2 separate regions of the Rattus norvegicus genome follow, and region 1 is linked to region 2. The links are chromatin contacts, called in public Hi-C maps. All regions are on one chromosome and are shown on one strand. The core of a region is the stretch at or near the end of the contact, and the rest is flanking DNA. Distances in the headings are between cores, read along the strand shown.

The links. A called contact is a pair of places that touch in the nucleus more often than the background predicts.
Region 1: a contact with region 2 is called in a Hi-C map of the Rat2 cell line, with 1.9 times the contacts expected there. The contact joins two enhancer-like sites. A contact is called at or near these places in 3 of 12 Hi-C or Micro-C datasets (the A7r5 cell line, the Rat2 cell line and liver).

The regions. Positions count from the first base shown.
Region 1 is chr2:23,721,529-23,726,837 of GRCr8, forward strand. No RefSeq gene overlaps it. Among named protein-coding and RNA genes, the nearest start is that of Atp6ap1l, 76 kb to the right of the region's middle. Within about 2 kb of position 2,288, at least 5 of the 93 cell types and tissues checked have an H3K27ac peak or open chromatin away from gene starts, as enhancers often do.
Region 2 is chr2:23,646,280-23,651,042 of GRCr8, forward strand. No RefSeq gene overlaps it. Among named protein-coding and RNA genes, the nearest start is that of Atp6ap1l, 150 kb to the right of the region's middle. Within about 2 kb of position 1,477, at least 6 of the 93 cell types and tissues checked have an H3K27ac peak or open chromatin away from gene starts, as enhancers often do.

The DNA.
Region 1 (5,309 bases), core at 1,038-3,537, 76 kb after region 2:
CGAGCACGCATGCGAGAACACACGCGTGTGCACACACACACACACACACAAACACACACATACATACACACACACACACACACACACACAAGATCACACACATGCAAGCACACACACAGTGCTGTTTTGTTCCTTCAGCCTTGCTTTGAATTATCCCTGGAGCAGTTTGGGGACTCAGCCTTTGTTTTCCCTCCATTTACAAAGAAATGTCTCTAACTAGGGTTTCCCTTCAACTGGTAAAATATTAAAAAGTTTCTGGTGTCCTATGAACATGAAAAGTCTGAAAGACGATGCTACGAGCCTCATCTTTGAAGTATCCGTGTAAGGAAGATGAGGAATTAAAGTAAAGCTAATCTGTTCTCTGGATCTAGGAGCACAGAAACCAGCTGGGTCATTTGGCAGCAAACAAAAGCCTAAGGGACCTCAAAAGCTGGCTGTTATTTAGTGGTAAATTCAGGGCCTCTCAGAGGCTAAGCAAGCTCTGAACCAATTACGTATTTGAAAACCTCTAATATATTAAAAATTGAATATATTCCAGAATGCTGCTTCACAAGTTATGGTAATCTTTATGTTTACATTTAGCAAATGAATGCTTTTGACCCAGGCGTAATTTTGAAAAGAACATGCGTGCATTGTTTTGGAGGTAGCTTTGAATGTAAGTCTTGAGGCCTTTCTTCAGTAAAAGGCACAACGCAGCAGCTGTCTATGGTCAGGCCAGTCATGAACTAAGTAAAGACCCTGAGAAGAAGATTCTCTGAGTGCTGGTCTGAAGTCACAACATCATCCGCGGCTCAGGGTATTTTGGAAGTGTAGGAGATGCCAGAAAGAGTAATTTCAAACTGAAGAGATTCCCAAGATCTCCCACAAGACCAATGTGTCTCTTGAGTCACTCCTTACAAGACTAAGAAGTCTAGCTTGAAACAGCATCTCAGCTCTTAACTGAGCTTCCAAACGATGTAAACCACTCTCTTCCAGGCATAGCAATTTTCTTCACACACAGTAAGTGGATTCTACCCAAATAGAAATGTGTACCTTTGAAGATGCTAGATTCTTAACACCCATATATCCAGAGCCCCTTCGCATGGGCAACCTAAAACAGGGTAAAGATATTTCAAGAGGATACTATATTTATTGTTCGATCTGTATGGCGATTTCCAAGTACCAGGGTCCCCTGGAATGCAGCAAACAAAGAAAAGCCACAGAGACAGATTCTAAATCATGCTGGTAATAAAAGTGAGATGGGACAATGATATAACGACCTGACATGAGGGCTCTCATGAGAGCCAGAACTAGTTAACTTGGCAGCTGTCAGTCTCGGGGGGTCCTGCTTCTCCACAACCTGGTCTTACAGTGCCTGCTATACTCCGTGGATTTGGTGACTGCTAACTAACTCAGCTGAGGACTGAACATTGTAGGAAAATATCCAACACCAGGATAAGAAACCCTCTTCTCAGTTGGTCAAGGCCGTCAAAGAGGCTCTCAAACATTATGTAGGCTATTGCTGCCATCCTTGGTTGTCCTCCTGACCCTCAGAGGTGTGAAGTAAGTCCCTACTGCTGAAAATACCAGGTTCCAGAGGATCTGAGCTGGATCTGACCTGAAAGCCTCCTCCCTTGACAACTAGTGTTCATGGTTCCAGATGTACCGTGGCAGCTTCCAAAGGAAGGAAGCAACGGTTTATGACCTACAAACCACAGCAGCATGCAGCCAAGGGTGGAGTAGGATCGCACATACCTTGGTGGTTATCAAGAGCTCTGTAATCGGATGTAAAGTCTAGTCAGCAAGAGGAAAATCATTCCTGGTTCTGAAACCTAGCCAATGACTCGGAGTTAGTAAAGTCATAGATCTTGTAGGAGAACCAACAGCCACCACTTTCTTAAACCAACATAATTCCTAACTACATCCTAAACATTCAGCAGATAAATGAAGTTCTCACCCTTCATCAAAGAAATCTCTCTTTGCAGTAGATGGATAGATGGGGATTATTACAGAAAACCATAGCTGACCAAGGTGCAGAATTGTCAGTCACAGTGGATACATGAACAACACAATTCCTGTCCCTAAAGCTCGGGGATCACTGTAGAGGAAAGAAAGGAAAAATGTTAACAAGTCAGAGAGTTTGCTGTGAGATTTTGTCTTCTCTAAATGTCAGAGAAGCTACACCCAGGATGTCTCACAACATTGCTACCTAAACAGACCCTGAGAAAGGACAACACCAATAGATATGCTAATAGGAGAAGATTAGAGGTCAAGAGACTTCAATCCTAGACAAAGATCTTTGGACAATGAGGAAGACTGAAAAGAGGAGAAAAAGTCTTCCCTGGGGCAGAACATAACCACTACCTAATACCAAATGGTCTGTCCTGAACACACACACACACACACACACACACACACACACACACACACACACACGGAGTAGGTTGTACTTTTGCATGTAGAAATACATTTTACACACATAACAACAGTTAAAGGAAATGAGACCATCATTTGAAAGGGGGGAAACCACATAAGAGGGGTTGAAATGAGGAAAGAAAAGGTAGAAAATGACAAGATTTTATTATAATCTCAAAAGTTATAAAATTCTTTTTTAAAAGGAAGTTGTTAGACTTTGGATCCAACACTCCTTTTGGCTCATTTTTAAGTCTCAGTTGGTGACAAGTCTTCCTACGTTCCCAGCAGTTTTCTAATAGTTTACTCTCCCCCTACGTAAACACATAACTATCCTCAGAACACACCTGCTCTGCTCATGTCTCCGTCTCGGGAACATCACTTCCTATTGCTTCACTTGTGGTTTAGGAGTTCAAACCTCCCCCCGCCCCACCACCACCACCAGGAAGAATATCAGAGCAAAGAAAATAGTTACAAATCCACTTAAGAAAAAACAAGCACAGTTCTCCAAGGAAAACAGAGGATCTGGCATCAGGAGACGAGCATGCCCACCAAACAGAAAGAAGCCAAATGGATTAGTCATTATAAATACAGATGTGCTTTTGAACAAAACACAGTAAAAACTTGAAATTTACTTAAAACAAGAGCACTGACTAAAAATGCTATTTGGGTCTGAAGCTATCCATGGCCCTTCTGCACACTCATCAACATAAGAACCATAAGGTTGCCTGGAAGATGATAAGAGCCTATTCACAGTTCACTTGAAAGACCAAGATCGGAGAGATGGCTCAGCGGTTAAGAGCACCCGACTGCTCTTCCAGAGGTCATGAGTTCAATTCCCAGCAACCACATGGTGGCTCACAACCATCTGTAAAGAGAAAGACCAAGATCACTGCTGCTGCTTCGACAGATGCCCACCGCACATCTTAGTAGCTCATCTAATTATCTTATCGGTCTTCAGGATGGGGTGCTGAGAGATAGCCACACTCCCTGAGAGGCCACTGATATCTAGTGTGGACACAGCTAGCAAGCATCACTGATCCCATTACTTCCGACATGTCTTCTGCGAAAACATAGCAGCTTCTGGTAGTCACTGGCCCCCCTTGAGAAAGGTGTGTCCTCTGATGCAGAATTGGTTAAAACACAGAGGCCGTGGCCATATTGCTTTTCATGTGTCCTGCCCTAGCACCCCAATGCCCATGGTTTTCAAATCATTAGCTGAGTTTTGTTTGTTTGTTTGTTTGTTTGTTTGTTTTTTAAGTATGAAAGAAAGCAGGTGAGCTGTCAGGGAGTATTTCCCTGACAAAACCATAATCGGCAGCTGCATTCAGACAGACTGAGAAAAAGGTTTTCAATTCTCACTTACTTACTCATCTGACATTTTAAACCACTTTAACATGAGATCCAGGTTCTGTTTCCTGTGCATCTTTGTATTTGTGGAGCCTTTGTGGAAAGTACATAGTGGTAGAATTAAAATGAATGTTGGAAGCATGGATAAGGGCAAGGGAAATAAACGTACGTCAGGAAATAACTCAGAATTCGTTCGATGAAACGGAAATGTAATCAAAGCAAAAGTTTCTCACAGCTAATCACTTGGAGATTAAGACAGGATTCCATTGTTTCCTTGACTTCAGTGATTGGCCACAAGAAACTAAGAGTAGTCAAAACAATAGATTATTGAAATGCACACTTAACAATGTTAACACTATCAAAAATGCCAGCCATGCCCAAAATACATTCACATTAAGTACTCCAGAGGTGCCAGTGCCAGTCCAGCAAAGTCATTGTCTGGAAAGGGAGGGTTTAAGGGCACTGAGGACAGGTGGGGTTTTGTTTTGTTTTGTTTTGTTTTGTTTTGTTTTGTTTTGTTTTGTTTTGTTTCTTGGATTTCTTTTCTTGACCTCAAAGCTGGTTCCAATGCCCATAGCACTTGGTAAGCACAAGATGAGAAACATAGAGGTGAGATCTCCAAACTGCTGCAAGGCAGATGCGCTTGGCTTCATGTCCCCTGTGCTGTCTCCTCCTCGTCTCCCACTAACCCCAGGAAGTAATTTATACTAGGATGAAATGAATACTTATGCCAAGTGGTGCTTTGTGGTGCTACTCCGGAGGCTGAGGCAGAGGGACTGCAAATGCAAGGCCTACCTGGACTACAGAGCCAGCCTGTTCAACATACTAAAACCCTGGCTCAAAATCAAATGTTTAGAAAGGCGCTGGGAATGTAGTTCAATTGCTTGTCCAACAGATTTGAAGTCCTAGGTTAATAGGGTGTATTAACATCAGTTCTCACACACACGTGTACATGTCACACACACACACACACACACACACACACACACACACACACTAAAAGAATGTTGCAATGTCATTACTGTACAAAACGTTGAGATCCTTCCTCCCCACCCACCCCTCCACCTCCAGGATCATGCAAGCATGCGCTCAAGTGTAAATAATGTGTGTCTCCGGACAATCCTGGCTTTCAGCCTTCCCTTCTGCCTCGTTTGCGATGACGTCTGTTTGATGCTCAGCACTATGGATGCTAAGGGAGCTGTATCCGCCAACACCACTCACTCCAAGTCGCCAGGTAATCTCCAAGTATTCTTCTGAATCCACACCCCATGTTGCATAGGAGTACTGGGTTACAGATGGGAGCGTCTGTATCCAAGTCTACACGGGTTCCAGGAACCGGGACCCAGGGCCTCTCACTTTTGTAGCAAGCTGCTGAGCCATTTCTTTAGCCCAACAGCGAACTTTCTACTCTCAATTCAACCACGGACATCTTTATAAAAATGATGAAGCCAGCTTCACGGTGCGTAGGTAACAGCGTACTGCGATAGCCATATCCATGCTTTAACCTTTGAAACTTAAGGCTTAGGCCTTGGCTCTTCTGTGACTGTAGGACTATTCATGTTTGGAAA
Region 2 (4,763 bases), core at 227-2,726:
TATTAACATGGATTACCTACATTCTACCTGATATTTTCACAAAATAGGAAGTCCTATAAAAAGTATCTGGCAATTTTTTTTAACCTTTGGGCCAGCAACAAAAATCTTTCTTTAGATAATTAACCATAAACCCGTTTTGTTCTTGGGAAAAATTGTTGAACACATTCATGCCTCAATTTCCCCTTTAAAGTGAAACGTCATGTCAATGGTTACATTTATGAAGGATTTTGAGAAACACACGTAAGATTTTCACTTAGACATGATGAGCCATGAGGTTTATTTGACTAAATGTTTGGGGATTGTTCAAATCATATGGGTTTTCTAAATATTTGACAACTCATGAATAAATCTGTGTATGTATGTGCGCACACACACACACACGCACGTTGATTTCATGCCAAGGCAAAAAGTCCTCAAGACCAGAGTATTTCAGGCCTGTGCTGTGTTTCCCATTTTGACTTCATCACTGTGGAAAAAGGAACACTGAAGATTAGCTTAGGCTGCTGCCTTTATCCCCCCAGCCCACCCCACCTTATCTTTCTTTCCCAGTCTCCCTTTGATTACTGTGGAGTGCAGGGAAGTCATGTTTCCAAAGGTCAGCATAAACTTTGTTCTGGCTTTTCAGACACCTGTGGAGGCTTCTGAAGTCAGAGATATAGACCTTTTTGGGAATCTGTTACAGTTGGAGGCTCTTTCTGAAGTGCACTAGTTCCAGAAACTGTGTCTACTAACCATTCCCAACTCACTTTATTAGTCTAATGAGATGGCTACATTGTTCTGTCTGACATATATAGATAATGAGGCTAAAAGGGCATTCTGGGGATCATGAGGGTGCTGGAGCTGACCTTCACCTTCATTACAACAACAACAGAACTGACCACGACCACCAACAACCCTTCCTGGGTATAAGCCCCACTGTTGCATCTCTGAACAGTACAGTTCTTTCCTTTCCAATGCTCACCTCAAGCCAAACACAATGCCTATCATGAAGTAAACTCTAAAAATACTGTTCTAATGAGTGCACGGGAACTCTGCCTTGCCTGCTTCTGTTTCCTCCACTTCACAGAGGACGCTTGAAGAGGAAAGTCTGTCACCTGTTTTGAAGTCACTGGCACGTTTATCTGGATTAGAATAACGGATGGGAACAGAACAGGTTATTCCAGGGCCTCTTCTGACTGTGGACTGGAGGAGCGTTGTCCCCAGGAAGTTCGGGAGCATGCTGTGGATAAATGGAAGCGGCTTCCTCATAGAATAGGATGTCTGGTGACTCTAGGGAACATTATGGTGACATCTGTATTCATAAACCCTGCCCAGAAGAATCACTGGATGCAACTTTGACCATTTCCCCTTGAATATTAACTGTTGTTTTCTACTATAAAAGAAGACCAGAGTAACCTACTGCGGTATCTGGGCTGATTCCGACCATTGTTGTCAAATGATACAAACTTCCTTTTCCTCCGACGTTTGGCACAGTGCTAATGTGCCCATGACCTTATAAGGCTATTGCTTCAGGCTCTACTCGAGTTTCTGATTCTCATTCCTGTGGTTAGTAGAAGCAGAGAAGTCTCACTTTTGTAATCTACTGCAGAATTTTTTATGATTTGCTTCAAATGTAACGAATTCTTTCTTTTTTAAGCTGAGAGGCAACTATTTTAATGAATTATTTTATTTATTTACATTTCAAATGTTGCCCTCTTTCCCCATGCTTCCTCCATAAGGACCCCACTCCACACCCCTCCCCTTCACCTCTTAGAAGCCACCCGCTCTCACCTAACCCCTTTAGCATCCCTCTCCTCTGGGGCATCAATCCTCCACAGAATCAAGCATATCCCCTCCCACTACATATGCAGTGGTGGGCCACAGACCTACTCATGTATACTCTTTGGTTGGTGGCTTAGTCCCTGGGAGCTCTGAGGAGTTTGGTTAGTTGATATTGTGGTTCTTCCTATGGTGATGCCCTCCCCTTCACCTCCTTCATTCCTCTCCTAACTCTTCCATTGGGGAGCCCCATGCTCAGTCCAACGGTAGGCTGTAACTATCTGTATCTGTCTCAGTCAGGTGCTGGTAGAGCCTCTCAGTGGACAGCCATGCCAAGCTTCTGTCTGCGAGCACAACTTGGCAGCAACAATAGTGTCAGGTTTTGGTGTCTGTGCATGGAATAGATCCCAAGGTGGGATAGTCTCTGGATAGCCGTTCCTTCAGTCTCTGCTCCACTTTTGTTCCTGCATTTCCTTTAGACAGGAACAACTCTGGGTCAAAACTTTTGAGGTGGGTGGATGGCGCCATCTCTCTATCGGGGGCTGGTTTTGTCTGGCTCCTTCTCCCCACTGTTGGGCATCTTGACTAAAGTCATCTGCATTGTGTCCTGGGAGCCTCTCGCATTCCTGGTGTCTGGGACTTTCTAGTGGTTCCTCTCATCCCCCAAACTGTTGCAATACTTTTATTCATTCTCCTGATCTTCTGGGCGTCTCTCTTGTCTCCTCCCCATACCTGATCTTGTCCCTCTTTCTCCCCTCCCACCCAGATCTCTCCTTCCCTCTGCCTCCAGTAATTATGTTTTTCTAAGTGGGATTATTTTCTTTCAATCCCCTTCTAAGTGGGATTGAAGCATCTACATTTGGCCCTTCCTTCTTTGTATCATGGGAATTCTGAACGTTTTGGCTAATATCCACTTATAAGTGAGTACATACCATGTATGTCCTTTTGGGTCTGGGTTACCTCACTCAGGATGATATTTTCAAATTCCATTTATTTGACTGCAAAATTCATCATGTCCTCATTTTTAATAGTTGAGTAGTATACTCCATTGCGTAAATGTACCACATTTTCTGTATCCATTCTTCTGTTGAGGCACATCTGGATTGTTTCCAGCTTCTTGCTGTTATAAATAAGGCTGCTATGTACATAGTGGAGCATGTGTCTTTGTTATATGTTGGAACATCTTTTGGGTGTCTGCCCAGGAGTGATATAGCTGGGTCCTCAGGTCGAACTATTTCCAATTTTTGAGGAACCTCCAGATTTCTCGAGTAGTTGTGACAGCTTGCAATGCCATCTGAAATGGAGGAGTGTGCCTAAACAACTTTCAAATCTCACTTTAAGCTACCAGATGCACGCATTACAATGATTAAAAACTACTTATAGCTCTGTTACCTACAAAATCTGTGTCTGCGAGTTCAAAAGGTTAGCCGTGAGAAACTCAACTTATGATTCTTGCTGATCTTTTTATTGCTCTGAGACTGGAAGTCTGGCTGTGATTGTGAGGGAGAGATGCTGTAGTCATGTGGTCTGGGGCAGGGGTGTGAGCATGGGAGAGCAGCAAAAGGTGAATGACTCATGGTCTGCCAATTGAGTGTGCAGGAGTAAACATATACTCAACTGAGGATCAGAGCCCTATGTTCTCGTGGAAAGACATCATATTTCACTGAAGAACTGAGATGCAGAGTCTGTCTTACCATTTTGTATTGGAAGAGGTCACTTGGGTCACTGGGAGTTCACCAAGAGAAACATAGGAAAACAGTCTCATCTCTGCCATTTTTCAAACATGTGATAGGGGCCAAGACATTGAGCCCTCACCATATCCCTTCTAGATAGAACATAAAGTAAAAATTGTAATAGCTGTCTTAATCTACCGCAAAGCACTTAGACTGGTGATCAAATCAGGCAATGGAGGGAAAGTACAAGGGACTATGGAAATATATTATTTTACCACACTGAATTTTTCTGCTGTCTTATGCACATAGTACTATTATATATGCCTTCCAACACTTTAAAAAAATATTGATCATAGACCTGAAAAGATGGCTCAGTGAGTCAAGGCACATGCCACCAAGCCTGTTTACCTACCTGTGTTTGATCTCTGAAGCTGATAGAGTGCAGGAGAGAACCCACTTCCACATATTGACTTCTTGTTTACACATGCATGTGCATGTGCACACACAAACACACAATGTAAAGAAAAATACTTACCTTAGTTAAGATACCATTATAGAGGCAGAATCATTAAGTGGATAGACATAACTCTGCTCGGATTATGATGGGGTCTTTGCATCTCATAGTGGAGCTTGACAGCCAGAATATAGGTAGCCTGGAGGGGAAGATGCACCAAAAGTGACCAAGAACAAACTAGGAGACAGAACTGCTGAAATTCTCTCTGCCACCATGGTGTGTGTGTGTGTGTGTGTGTGTGTGTGTGTGTGTGTGTGTGTGTGTGTGTACATGTGTGTGTATCTTGCTTTCTGTAAGACAACAATGCTCATCATAGAGCTAAACACACAGCTGGCCCCAAATTAGAGCATCTGACGGGAGATACAGAACACAGCAGAGCATCTGCAGAACTGCACATGAGTGACAGTGTGCACGGGCTTCCAAAGCAACTGTATCTCCTCTTTGAAAAGAGTAACATGATGGCGACTCTATTCCGTACTGTTAATCTCATGCAAGTATGTCTCTCATGGCATACTTGGATATAGGAACCGGATAAAGAGGGCGGGACCTCCTTTGTGGGGACATGGCTGGAAGAACATATGGAGGTTTTTGTTTTCGGGACAGGAAACCTTTTCCTATCCTGTGATCTGACCCTGTCTGAGCCCTGAATGCTGACTAGTGTTTTCCACTGAGTCGCACATTTCTAACTCACAGACACTTGTGGCATGAATGCAGATACTCACAGGACACTGAGCTTTGTTTTGTCTCCCAACACACAGTGCCTGCCTACTTGTTCTTCAGCCTCCCTGTCCTGTTCCCAGAAACCCATCAGGGAGAGG